Regions from separate parts of the Mus musculus genome. Here regions 1, 2 and 4 are each linked to region 3. The links are chromatin contacts, called in public HiChIP or PLAC-seq and promoter capture Hi-C maps. All regions are on one chromosome and are shown on one strand. The core of a region is the stretch at or near the end of the contact, and the rest is flanking DNA. Distances in the headings are between cores, read along the strand shown.

What was found. HiChIP or PLAC-seq counts read pairs in DNA pulled down with a chosen protein or histone mark. Capture Hi-C pulls out chosen DNA fragments and counts their contacts.
Region 1: a contact with region 3 is called in an H3K4me3 HiChIP or PLAC-seq map of bone marrow-derived macrophages, with 3 times the contacts expected there. The contact joins the promoter of Clec10a here to the promoter of Eif4a1 in region 3. A contact is called at or near these places in 2 of 115 datasets of contacts at active chromatin or transcription factors (bone marrow-derived macrophages and pro-B cells).
Region 2: a contact with region 3 is called in a promoter capture Hi-C map of liver. The contact joins the promoter of Asgr1 here to the promoter of Eif4a1 in region 3. A contact is called at or near these places in 1 of 484 Hi-C or Micro-C datasets (memory CD8 T cells), 1 of 115 datasets of contacts at active chromatin or transcription factors (embryonic forebrain) and 3 of 9 other capture datasets (adipose tissue, liver and pancreatic islet).
Region 4: a CTCF HiChIP or PLAC-seq map of the NIH/3T3 cell line shows a contact between it and region 3, with 6 read pairs. The contact joins the enhancer-like site here to the promoter of Eif4a1 in region 3. A contact is called at or near these places in 7 of 39 promoter capture datasets (cranial neural crest, frontonasal cranial neural crest, hematopoietic stem and progenitor cells and 4 more), 2 of 15 datasets of contacts at CTCF or cohesin (the NIH/3T3 cell line and embryonic stem cells), 6 of 484 Hi-C or Micro-C datasets (the G1E-ER4 cell line, the N1E-115 cell line, cortical neurons and 2 more), 3 of 115 datasets of contacts at active chromatin or transcription factors (the 230-238 cell line, astrocytes and embryonic stem cells) and 4 of 9 other capture datasets (adipose tissue, embryonic stem cells, liver and 1 more).

Annotation. Positions count from the first base shown.
Region 1 is chr11:70,165,088-70,168,114 of GRCm38.p6, reverse strand. Clec10a (C-type lectin domain family 10, member A) reads right to left here and starts at 1,492. Exons shown (of 10, transcript NM_010796.3): 1 at 1,299-1,492; 2 at 111-298. The coding sequence starts at 171.
Region 2 is chr11:70,052,233-70,055,621 of GRCm38.p6, reverse strand. Asgr1 (asialoglycoprotein receptor 1) reads right to left here and starts at 1,267. Exons shown (of 9, transcript NM_009714.3): 1 at 1,134-1,267; 2 at 656-741. The coding sequence starts at 722.
Region 3 is chr11:69,670,282-69,673,673 of GRCm38.p6, reverse strand. It overlaps Eif4a1 (eukaryotic translation initiation factor 4A1), which reads left to right and starts at 1,251. Exons shown (of 11, transcript NM_144958.4): 1 at 1,251-1,395; 2 at 2,698-2,746; 3 at 2,927-3,059. The coding sequence starts at 1,373. Senp3 (SUMO/sentrin specific peptidase 3) reads left to right here. Exons shown (of 11, transcript NM_030702.4): 11 at 38-564. The coding sequence ends at 148.
Region 4 is chr11:69,257,129-69,260,437 of GRCm38.p6, reverse strand. It overlaps Gm40039 (a long non-coding RNA gene), which reads left to right. Exons shown (of 4, transcript XR_879967.2): 3 at 1,580-1,720. Among named protein-coding and RNA genes, the nearest start is that of Gm40039, 3.3 kb to the left of the region's middle. Within about 2 kb of position 1,922, at least 58 of the 459 cell types and tissues checked have an H3K27ac peak or open chromatin away from gene starts, as enhancers often do. A contact at or near this core is called in the G1E-ER4 cell line, the NIH/3T3 cell line, adipose tissue and 2 more, where this site is marked.

The DNA.
Region 1 (3,027 bases), core at 243-2,742, 490 kb before region 3:
TGAGTCCAGCATCCACCAGACTCAAGCACACAGCTCTGCCCAGGGTGGACACACACACAGATTGGGGACAAGTGAAGATGCTGGGCCAGGAGTATGGGCTCTGCTCTCACCTTTACCAGGCTCTTGGGTTTTCTCCTCGATCCTTGAGTTCTGGAGGTTTTCGTATATCATTGTTACACTTGAACAAACACGAGGCCTCTGGGGCTGTCTGGACGGAAACCAAGACACCAGGATCCAGACAGATACGGATCTGGGACCAAGGAGAGTGCTAGAAGCTTTAATGAGGTAAAGCCTGGAACTGAAGTCGGATATGCCATGTTAGAGCAAGAATGAGGCAGCCTGGAGAGGGCTGGGCAGACGGCTCAGTGGTGAAGAGCATTTGTTGTTCTTTCAGAGAACCTGGGTTCAGTTTCCAGGATCGACCTGGCAGCTCATAACCATTCATTATAGCTCACTCTATTTCCAGGAGATCCAATAACCGCTTCTTACCTCTGTGGACAACAGGCACACAGGAGCACACATGTACACACAGGCAAAACTCTCACACACATTAAATAAATAAATGATTAAAATTGAAAAATGAAAGAGGTATATATTTAGCTTGGTGGTAGAGCACTGCCTACAAGGACAAGGACCTGGGTTCAGTCCTCAGCTTTTTTTTGGGGGGGGGGTGGGGGGGAGAGAAAGGAAGGAAGGAGGAAAGGGAAAAAGAAGGAAGGAAGACAGAGGAAATGAAAAAAGCAAATTAAAAACTTTTTTTGAAGGGAGCTAGCTTACAATTGAATTAGAAATGGGGCCAGGATTGGACGTAGTACAGTTCAGTTGAGTTTATAATTTGGAGGTAATATCAAAAGCTGAACTTATTGCTATTGTTAGGTCTGCTATGGGTCAGGTCTTGAGGCTGCGCCCTTCCTGGGATTTACACCTACACTCAGGAGCCAGGGGAGGACCTGGACCCGAGCTTGCAGTGAATCTGGAAGCAGAATAGGGTTCAATTTGATTTTCAATCAGGGCTGATTCAAACGCCCAAACTGGATTTGGGGCTAACACTGAGATTAGAGTAGGGCTAGACTGAGAGGAAGGTTGGCTGCAGTGGATCCCCAACTGGGGCTGCATCTGGGTCTTTGTCTCCCTTGGAATCGAGGCACCCATAATCCAATCAAGGGAAATTAAATCCCACACTCTCCTCTTGTATCTCTTTCCACTTAGGTCATCCAAGCCCAACGTCCTCCCTCTCTGTGAAGCGTCTTGCACGTTCCCTGCCCCACTGGTCTCCCTGGCAACCCTGGCCCAGTTACCAGTGTGAAGTCTTGGCTTCCCTGTGCAGCAGTGACCAGAGGCAGGAACTCAGTCAGAGTTGAGAACTATATCCCGGAGGGTTGGTGTGGGAGGGACAAGCAGAAGCCACAAGCACACAAGACAGAGTCTTGCTGGGTTTTGTGCCCAGTGGTCTGTATTTTGGGACATCCGATTTCAAGTCTTAACCATAAATAATACTGAGCAGATGGTGATTGGTGCACGTGACAAGGCTATGGGGTGGAGTTGGGTTTGGGACTAACTCTGCACTTGTCCTCAAGGGTGTGCCTTCTTCCATTCCTCTTTCTGGGAGCTCTTGTGACTTCCTCATTTTAAGAGTGTTGGGGTGAGGGATTGACCAAAAAGAACAGCTTGCAGTTTTATCTTATGCCCCGCATCTTCATTTACTTCCTGCCTATATATTTCCAAGAATCATCCATATCTCATCATTAACTCTCAAGCACATTCCTAGCACGAGTCCTCATCATCTGACTACGACCAACCAATTAGCTATCGAGGCCTCCTTCACTCTGTTTCAGATGGGCATCATGAGTTGGCAAGTCAAGAGCCTGGGCCCCAGCTCAAGTCCTGAACTGCAGGTTGTTGTTTCTGAGTTCTAGGGGGCTGACTTAGGCCTTGGGGTGCTCAGATTGGAGGGGATTGTTGCTCTGGGATTTGATTGCTAATGCCTGGCACCCACCTGCTTCTGTAATCCTGAGCTCCTAGAAGCACCTGCAGGGGTGAGTGCCGGCTACTGTCACCGATCTCAAGGCTCAGGTGTGGAGACCCTTGGCCCGTGGGGCTTAGCAGCTCCGTGTAACTCTTGCCACGACCATGGCTTGCACGCAGGCCCCTACCTTGGTATTTCGCAGCCTTTCCTGCAATGAGGTTTCCTTTTGTGACCTACACCATCTCTGCCTCCTGCCTCCCTTACCTGGCCACTCTTTGGAATCTCTTAGCTGTCCTCTCTTGCCCCTGCTGTGGCACTGTCTACCCCTCACATCACCAGTGCAGCCTGCCTGACTGTCAGTGAATATCAAGAGCAATCAAGGAGAAGGGCATTGGGTGAAAACTTTAACTGGGCCTACGTTTGCAACATCAGGGGATTCCCACTAGGGTTTCTTCTCGATAACCAGAAGAATGAACCAGAAAGCAGGCATAGCAAAGGTAGTTTTGCCAATCACATGTTCCTTATTGCCAACAGCAGGCTGGATTTGCACCAATCACATGCTGTCTTCTGAGCCACCTGTGGACATGTTCTCCCGCTGATAGGGTGAAATGGCTACAAGGGTTCACTAGGGCTTAAGATGACAAGAAATGTGGCACAAGCTCTTTGAGTCTTGCTTGCCTCCGTTAACTGGAGTTAATAAACAGCTCTGGTCACTATGTGGCTTCTGCTCGTCCTCCCCTCAAGGTAGCCTGAGTACCAGAGAGGTTCATACCTGTCACTATCACTTCAGTAGTTAAGTTGCCATAGCCCTCAACACCTCAGCTCTCTGAAAGATAATCATTCCAAAAGATTGCTACAATGAAAGCCAGTCGCTAACATGAAGCCCTTCCCTAAGTTAACAATTCAGTTCCTACAAGTAACGTAGGTGAGTGGTGTTTGGGTAATGCATCAGGGATTAGAGCATTTTGTGATGTATCCTAAGCCAAGAGGCTCATGAGGAAGACAGACAGAAGCCAACTCCAATGCTGCCAGCCATCCCGGCCTGGCTCTCTGAGCATGTT
Region 2 (3,389 bases), core at 18-2,517, 380 kb before region 3:
CCACCAAGGGAGAAAATGACACTCAGTCCTGTCGGTTGGCCTGCGGGCTTTCCCTCCTGCCCCCCCCCCCCCGCCCCGTTTCCCCTCCTGTGCTCCTTCCTGCATAAAAGCACACTGCCCACCTGGGATACCTCAAGAGCTCTGTATTTGTTTGTACAGGCACACGACAGTCCCTGCTCAGAGGACAAAGTAGGGAGAGCAGATGCTTCATCTTTCATCCGTGCTGAGACCCTCAGCCCCCTCTCCAAGGGTCCCTTAAGTCAAACTGATCCTGATCACCTCCCATCCCCACCTCCACCTCCACATACACACTGTTGAAACTGAAGAAGAAAGGGACCTAACTTCAGACGGGGCTGACAATAAGCTCATGCCCCCGACCTTCAGTAGGCCCCACACCTTGGAGCCACCCTCTGCCTGGGGTCTTGAGAAATGGGTAACATTGGGAGGAAGCTTGGACATCTGTCACTGAGGATGCCAACACTATGCCCTGTACCCTATGTCCCAGCAAGAGTGATGCAGCCACTGTTTTCTGAGTGTATGGAACAGAGCTAGGGATCTCCACAGGACACAGGAGCTGAGTCGGAGGGACAGAGCCACTGATGTTCTCCTCCAGAGGGGAGAACCCCTCGCCTCTCTGAAAGGGAGCACCTCTCACCTCTCCGGAGTTGATGATGGTCATTATCATTGTCCAGGTGCTGGAAATCTTGATAATCCTTTGTCATGATGGCACTGGATCCGGACCTAGGACAGCCAAATTTAGAGCCTTTAGAGCTGAGGCCGAGGCTAACAGACTCAGAGCTGGATGAAGTCCAGTTCCCTTTTACATCTGACTAGGTGGACATACTTTCTGTCTCCCCTAACCCTATCTGCTCCCAAGCCTGACATCCAAAAATCTATCCTCTAGCTGGACATGATGACACATGCTTTTAATCCCAGTATTCAGGAAGCAGAGTCTGGTGGATCTCTGTAGGTTCGAGGCCAGCCTGGTCTACAGAGTGCATTCCAGACTAACCAAGGCTACATTCTGTCTAAGAAAAATCTCTCCTCTCCCATTCACACACACTGCGCATGTGAACCCATACAGCCACTCTCTCTTGGCTGTCACCCATCCCTTCTCCTCCTGCTGTACTTACTGAAGGTCCCTCAGCACCACGAAGAGCCCAGGCTAAGGAGGGGGCTGAAGCCTGAAGAACCAGGTGAAGAGCCCTGGGCAATGGGAGGGGAGGGGACAGGGTCCATCCAGGGCCCATGTGTGTCCGAGCACGCTGAACCTGGCATCACCAACACCGGGACTTTGAACCATAAACAGAGGTAGGAGTAGACTTGGAACTGGGGAGGTATAGGGGAGGAAAGAAGGCATGGGTGACCTCTATTCTATTTCTCAGAAAAGGGGAGTCTACACACACACACACACACACACACACAGAGGCACACACATCTACGCATGCACTTCCGCATGTTCAATACTTGTTACCTTTTTGTGGGTGAGACAGGCCTTAAAAGGCTAGGGAACAGTTTGCTGCTTGCCCTCAGAGCCCTCCCCCTTTCGGTCCTGAATTTCCCAGAATTGTCCGTATCTCCAAATATCCCTGACCAGGATCAGAGGCACCAACTGATTCCCCGCTCTTGCCCAATCCTGCCCTGTGACCTCAGTGTTATAATTGCAAGCTGTAGATTCCTGGGGTCTCAGCTCCAGGCTCCTCAGCCCTAACCTGACTGACTCACTCTATGGTAGTCCTCCAAGCAGCGCAGTGGTAACAGGAGGAGCAGCTCCCCTCTAGGATCAGGGCCAAGAAATCACTGATTCTACCATATGCCCCAGGACTTCAACCTTTCTCATCCCCAGAGAACAACCCATTCTGCAGGCAAGAAAGCTGAGGCTCTGGAAGACAAGGGCTTCTCAAAGCCATACTACACAGAAGAGCACAGACTAACACCCGGGCAGCCCAACTCAGTGACCTGTGTGCTGCCTCCAGCACCTCACTCAGAATGGGATCCTTAGCTGTCCCACGCACCAGGTCCCCAAATCCCCAGAGAGGCTTAAACATGGCCCCTCATGGTCCTGAGAGCTTCAGAGAGGCCTGTCAGAACTCAGGCTTGGGACAAGAGCAATATTCAACATATAATCCTCCTCCTGTTAGGCTCCACAGTGAGGAGTGGCCTCTGTGGCCGTCTAGAGCCTGTGAGCTATTCAGGAAGGTGCCGCTTACATAAATCCAACTACTCTGTGCGTCCTTGCTTGTCTGTGTCCTAAAAATCCGCATGTTTACATGAACCGGGCTTGCTGCCAGCGATTTTGGTGAAAATTGGGCCATTAATTTAACACTCTCTGATTTTGCCACTTACAATCTAGTTTATTCTGGCAAGCAAACAGATACAGATCCAGTCTGAATAGTAGCTCTACTCATAGAGGTAGGGACTAGCAGGGGGCACCGAGCCTCTTGCTCTCTCAGTGCTAGAGAGACCTCAGCCCTAGCTTGTAAAACTGGAAAATGCTGTAAACTCAGGATTTTTGCATCTTTCTATTTGCATATTGTCCTGGAAGAAGGCATTTTGAAATACAGTTCATACCTGAGAGCCATGCCCTAAGCTCATGGATCAGAGAGCAGTACTGGACTAATGTTAACACACATGCTTGAATAAATGTTAAGTGTGGATTGTGGATGTATGAATGAGTGTGTGTGTAGTTTTTCATCCCTTTTCAATAGATTTCTATTTAGAGAGATACATTTTATAATATATATTATACATATACTATGTATAAGTATAATATATAACATATAACATAGTATATATACATATGTATATATATATCCCATTGGATATGTGTACCAGTCATTTACCACAAAGTAAGTACCCCACAACTTAGCAACTTAAACAATAAACACAGACCATCTCCACTGTAAAGGTTAAAGTGCGGCTTCGACCATTGGTTCTGACTCAGAATAATCTCTCCTGAGGACACAACCATGATCTCAGTCAGTGCTGTGTTTGTTGAAAGACTGGACTAAGGCTGGAAAATCAACTGCCAAAGTGACTCACTCATAGGACAGGCAAGTTACTGTGGGTTGCTGCTTAGACTCCTCTGTTCCTCACCACACAGGCCTGTCCACGAGGCTGCTTGAATGTCCTCCTGACATGACGGCAGTGGGCTTAGCACCACACAGCCCATCATTTCCATGCCGTCCTCTGGTCTCCCAGGTCAGCCCTCCTTATCATGGAAAAGAACCACACACAATGTAAGTCCCAGGAGGCGAGAAGCCCTGGGACCTTCGAGGGGCAAGTAATCCCATATCACGGGCTCAGAGATCTCTTACGGATAGAACTACATAATCAACATATTTAGAGACTGTGTGGCTATATTCCAGGGCCATGAAGAGTTGCAAGTT
Region 3 (3,392 bases), core at 2-2,501:
GTAAACTGTTCTCATGGTCTACTTTGTTAACACCCAGTACTGCAAGCACCTGGCCCTGTCTCAGCCATTCAGCTTCACCCAGCAGGACATGCCCAAACTCCGTCGTCAGATCTACAAGGAACTGTGTCACTGCAAACTCACTGTGTGAGCCTCATACCCCAGACCCTTAGCCCATCAGTGGGCAGGGGAAAGGGAGACCCTTCCCAAGAAACTCTAGTTCCTTTTTGTTTCTCTACCCAATTCCCTTTGGATTTTCATATTTAAATGTTTGGTTTCTGTATTTTGTTTTTTTTTGCTGCGAGTATATTGATTTCTGATGGGAAGGGAATGGCCACATAAAAGCAAGCCTCTTTCTCCCTCTATAGGAGAATGTTGCCTTGTGGCCTAGGTGGAGCAGCCATTCCTCCTTCCATGTTCAGAGGGCAGGAAAACAGTGTGGGGGTGGTGGACGCGCAAAGGGATTACTGCCTGCCCGATCTTCAAACTTTTTTTTATATATATAAATATATATAAAAATGCCACGGTCCTGCTCTGGTCAATAAAGGATCCTTTGAAGATATGCAAGTGGTGGTCTTCCTTAAGGGGCCTCAAAATAGTGGCTGTGCTTTATCTCAGGTCTTCTTCCAGCTAACACTGTTAGCGATCCCCATTTCAGGGCTTGAGAGTCCAGCTTTCGATAGATGCCATCCCCGGGGAGCAGATGGCAGTAAATATGAATTAAGACTCGCTTATTCATGTAAGGAAGCCCAGGAGAAACTGGAAACATACTAAATGAACCAGTGATTGAGTGGGACAATCCTTGACAGCTTATCCCCCTATGCCCTTTAACCCAAAAGTGGGTTCCATCCTTTTTGTCTCCAGTCGGGGAAACTTACTATCCAATGAGATATCGCTACAATATTTTCCTGAACGGAAGAATAAATAAAACTTGTCCTGTAAAGAAAACCCAGGTAAAGGAAAGTGGCAGTCCAGACTGCCCGGAAGTTCCTGGAGGCTAAGGCCTCACCCCCGTCGCTTGATAGGACCTGCTGAGCCACATGACTAAGGCACGATCGCCTCCGCACGTGTAAAGGTGCTGGGTTCCAAGATGGCTGCCCCGCCGCGAGGCCCGACTTAAGTATGTCACTTCCGCACCAGCGAGAAAGGCGGACCCTTCAGCCAATGAGGCCATAGGGCGGGGCTAGGCCATGATGGGCTTTCAAACTACCCAATAGGGCGTCCGAACTAAAGCGCCTACAAAGTAACGTCACGTCGAGTTGCAGAGCGCCGGCAGGCGGGGCAGAGGTGGCCAAGCCAATGCGATGGCTGGGGCGGGGTCGGACGCTCTATAAGTTGTCGATAGGCGGGCACTCCGCCCTAGATTCTAAGGATCATGTCTGCGAGTCAGGATTCTCGGTAAGAAAGGCTTTTGCAAAAGGTTATGGCTACTTACCCCGTAGTTCCCTCCAAAGGGCCCGCCGTGGGGAAGTTGAGAGGCCCATCGCACCGAACCTACCAGGTTGCGGGAGAACCGAGCCGGGAGGAACCGTCCGGGGTTGGGGGGGTGGGGGAGATTCCCATGGCCGCCGCTGACCCCAGTGTGGTTACGGGGAAGGACGACCTGGCTAGGGCGGAGGGCGCGAGCTTCGTCACGAGGCCTCGGCCTGTGGGAACGCCGTACGCGAAGCTCGGATACTGAAAGGCAAGATGAGGTCGCGACATAACGTGGGAAAGAGGCGGCTGCGCGGCCCGGAGCCGGCTGGTCTGGCTGCCTCCCTGTGTCGGGCAGGGCGTGCGAGCGAGGGTTCCGGAGAGTTCTGGCGGTACCACTCGCGACAAGCAGGGGTGCCCCGGTCTTCAGCGAGTCCCTCCGTCGCGCTTGGAATGTGGGTCGGGGAAGAAGAAACCGGCCGATCAGGGCGCTGGCCTTCTTGACGGCCAGGAAAGAGCCTAACCCGGAGGAGCGGCCGCGTGAGGCACGGGGAACCCACCCGGCGCCTGGCGGGCGGGTCCATTTTGCCGCACAAGCCGGGCAATTGGCAAACTGCGGATGGGCAGGTCCACTTTCCTTCGGGGGTGAGCGGCCTGAGGTATGGGAGGGCGACGCCATTTCTCGACGGGGGCGGGCGGGTTGCGGATTGTTCCATGGCGGGGGAGACGCCGCCGAGTGGCGGAGCGAATGAGCACATGGCCGCTTGAGAGATTCCCCTCCCCCAGCCTGTTTCGCTTGTCTGTTGTGCAATCTCCCCCTTTGCGAGCGCGGCTGGGGCTCATTGTGCGCGAGGCCGCCACCGCCCGCGGCCTCCCACATCCGGGTACTGTGGAGGGGGGCCGGCCAGAGGGAGTGGGGGAGGGCGCGGGCGGCATGACGTGGGGGGAAGGGGATGGCCCACCCACGGAACTCGGAGGTGGAAGGCGGGACTTCCGGTGGCCTTGGTGTTCATCCAGGAGGTGCACGCGCTTTGATCCACCAGACCTAGAACATGTGGGCCTGGCTGCAAAGACCGCATCTCGGCGTTTTGTGTATGAGAGAGAGAGAGAGAGTGTGAATGTGTGTGTGAATGAAGTCCTTTACAGCCGCTTGATCTTAAAGGAGCGTCACTCTATGAAGTGCCTCTTGATGGTTCTTTGGGAGTACATGGGAGTTGGATCGGGAATGGGCTGGTTGCTTCCACTCTGGTCAAGGCATGAAGCAAAACTAGTGCTTTGAATCAACAGATCCAGAGACAATGGCCCCGACGGGATGGAGCCGGAAGGCGTCATCGAGGTAAGACCAGAACCTGCGGTTCCCACTTTATTTTGTCAGAACAGGCACTTCCTTAGCGTGACAGTGACCTTAGACATTTGGAGTGGTAGAACAGAGCAACCTGTAGGATGAGGTGACTCCAGCTTTAGTGTAAACACGTTACTCGAAGTGCCTAAGTTTTTTTTTTTCCTAATCCTGCAGAGTAACTGGAACGAGATTGTGGATAGCTTTGATGACATGAATCTCTCAGAGTCCCTCCTCCGTGGTATTTATGCCTATGGTTTTGAGAAGCCCTCTGCCATCCAGCAGCGAGCTATTCTTCCTTGTATCAAGGGTAAGACTTGTACTGGACTAGATTGGACTGGACAGAGTGGTAGGGAGTTGGTGGGCATAGCAACCGGGAGGAAACATCCTTCTTGGATCTTGGATTTTTAGTTTTGTTAGTACATAGGTCATGCCTTGGATGCATGGGTTTGTTTCCAATTAGAGGCTTTGTTTTTATTGCTCTACATCTAGTCTAACAAGCTGTTGTGAGTTCATAATATTTTGGCAAAAGTTTGTTTGCAAACCTCTACCATTTCATTTACAACCTTTTTTCTGTTACTGATGTCATGAAGTAAAGTTTCAAATATCCTCTGATCCCAAGGTGCACATCTAATTCTTGATC
Region 4 (3,309 bases), core at 673-3,172, 410 kb after region 3:
GTCTGCATGTAGATATGTGTACCACATATGACCCTGGTGCTGCAGAGACCAGAGGAGGGTATTGGGTTCCCTGGGACTGGAGTCACAGACTGTTGGGAGATGCCATGTGGGTGCTGAGTCAAACCCAGAGTCTCTGGGAGAGCAGCAGCCAGTGCTCTTAACCACTGAGTCATCTCTCTGGCTCTTGGTTTATGACTTTAAAAATTCTTTTGTTGTAATCTGAGTGGGAGCGGAGAGACAATTTCATCTGGACACTCTGCTTGTTCAATCTGAAGTTTCTTCCTCTCTCTCTTTTTCTCTCCCCCCAACACCCTTATACCCCCAACAAGGTTTCACTTGTAGCTCTAGTTTACTGGGATAGCCTTGAGCTCACAGAGATCCACTTGCTTCTGCCTCCCTCTGCTGGGATTAAAGGCTTGCACCACTCCACCTGGGCTAACTTCTGTGCTAACTATTTTTGCCGAACACTCTCATCCTAGACTCTGTAAAGCCCAGAGCTGGAGTCTGAGCTCAGCATCCTCTTTGCTCTTTGAGGGGCTTCTCATTTCTCTCTCCCACCAGGCCCCCTGAAGTCTGCCACCACTCCTTGAGCAACAGGACACCCTCTACCCCACCAGTGTTTGAGCTTTTTATTCTAGTGACAGCGGCATCCCCACACACCCCGGCCATCCTTTGGCTTTTTGCTTGTCTAGTTTTCTCCTCCATTTTCAGCAGACCTGCCAGCATCCCCTTAGCCACAAGCCAAACCCTGACTGTGTCACCTCCCAGTGCCACAACGCCGAAGTCATCACTGTAGACTGCCCATTCGTCACACTTCAAGGAAGGAGTCTCTTTGGGTGTGAAGCTGATCCTGAGACCTGTGTTGGTCTCACGAATCCCTCTGTGTGTCTTGGGTCTTGCCCATCCTCTCCTTCCAGCCTGCTCTCTGAGGGCTGTGCAGTGCCCTCCCACTCAGCCATCCTGGTAGCAGAGCAGGGTTTATGTGGCTTTCTCAGTTCTTGTCACCTGGGTCACATTGGCTCCACCGTTAGCCCTATGTAACTCGGGCTAACCCATCACATTGCCTGGTGACAGAGTTAGGTTTCAGGGTGAATCCTTGACCAAGATAGACCAGTTTCTATTGTGGTGGCTCATGCATACAACTCCCTTGTGGATGTTGAGGTAAGGTTACAGAGATTTCTAGGGGAGCGTCCTGCATTGAAAGCTGAACTTTAGACGTTCGTTGAAGTCTCCAGGCAAGTAGGGCTATTTTAACTTAAGTCTGGGAGGATGAGAGGCTGGAGCCTCGCAGCCACATCTGCCACCATGAAAGGAGACTCTCCTTTGTGTGCCTCCATACCAACCTGCTAGGCAAGATGTGTCCACTAATGCAATAGTGACATGATTGTCATGGGGGTAACCACCTGTGTCCCGAGAGGATCTGAGGTCTGCCACACAAGATGGCATTCATACTTGATACTTTGGACCCGGTTCAAAGTCCGTAGCTGGAGAGGCCCTAGGCCCTCAGGGTGAATACACTACTTCTGTCTTGCTAAGTCTTGTCAAACCACCTCCTAAATATTTGTGTTTATACTCATAGGCCAGTGTTGCTCCTAGTTGTGTCAAAGAAGGCTCTCTTCTCAGTGAATGATGCTTACTGCAGATTCATGGCTGGTCAAAATGCTGAGAGTGACTGTTGAGTGCTCAGTTATCAACAGGATATCCAGATCATCCTGCCAAGGTGAGGGAACATCACAGAAGAGGAAAGTGGAAAGAAGGTATGAGCCAGAGGATGGGGAGGGAAGCTGGGAAGTGCTGTTCTGGGCGTGAGATGGCCACTGCACTCAGGAACCCATAGCCATTGCACTTGGACTACACAAGACTGGAACTGCCAGCATTCACTCACGGGTGGGGAAGGGCTCCCCCTATGGGCAGCCAATGTTGCTGCGGGGAAGGGAGTCCTTATCTTGCTTGGGTGATGAAGCCACCCACTAGTGAGGTGTGTGTACTTATGCAGGTGGCCCTGGTTAAACATACTGGGCCACAGAACAAAACTAAACACACAGTGATGGAAGGGGGGCTTGTGGGGAAGACTGGGGTAGGAGGAAGCTAAGAAAGAGAATGCGTGTGTCCGGAATGTATTATATACATGTGTGAACTTGTCAAAAAATGAATTTTAAAAAGTAAATAAAGGTAAGCCTCGTGGTCAACAAAGCCGGTTACAGGGGAAGAGTCAAACCCGATAACCCCAGAGTTGTCTACCTGGAACCAGACCGGCCTACAGTCAGGTTCCCTGCCCTACCCAGGACGCTCTTCTGCCTTCTCTAAACCCACTGTCCAGAGAATCATGTTCGAAAGTGGCTCAAGAAAGACATAAAGCAACAGTCTCTAAAACAAAACAAAAACTAACCCAACCCAAAACAAAACAAAAGAAAAATATAAATAAATAAATAACTTAAACATGGTCTACAGCTCCCCCTGGTGGACAATATTGTTTTTTTTCAGAGTCTAGATACCAGGACTCCACCCTAAGGCCTGGTAGTCTGCATACAGTACATCTAGATCAATTTAAAACATCTTTCTTGATTCAAAAGCATGCAGTTGCTGCTATTTATAGTCCTGATCACATCGCATTCCCACAATACTTTGTGGTTTGAAAGTACAATTCCAAAGAAAACATGTCGGGATTGTGCAGTTAATTGAGAATGGACTAGAACGTCAGGAATCAACTGTCATAACTATCCAAAAAGATAAAAAGATGATGGAATAGAAACGACACTGAAAATGTAAGGCCTTGGAAAATTACAGCTCAGTAACTTCACTGATGCCAGGTTTCGTACCTCTCACTTGCCTCTCGTCTCTGAAACCTATCACACGCAAATGAGCAAACAGAGACAGACAGCAATGAAACTGCAACAAAGCTGATCGTTTCCAGCAAATTCAAAACTGGAGAAGATACGTCAGGAGAAAAAAAGAAGGAAAGGGCTGTTTTCCTGTTGAGAGTCAAGTTGTCCTAGGCTCAAGGGAGGCTCCTGGGAGGCAGATGGGCCTAAGGGTCCCGGGTGGCAGAGTTTCTGAGCTGTAGGACCCTAGGAGGAAGATCTGTTATCTATGGTCTGGCCCTGTGGTCAGCCAGAGAAGGAAGCTTGCTGAAAAGCCTAAAGAGGCAGGTGCAGCCCTCTGCAAATCCCAGCTGTCACTCCAACCCAGTGGCTGCCTCTGCTGCCCTCCTGCCACCACCACCACTCTGATGTCAGCTCCCACGAGGGAAACTGAGCCCCAGAGAGAGCAGTATTGCCTTATTATGGTCTCCACAGAACCATGGGCAAA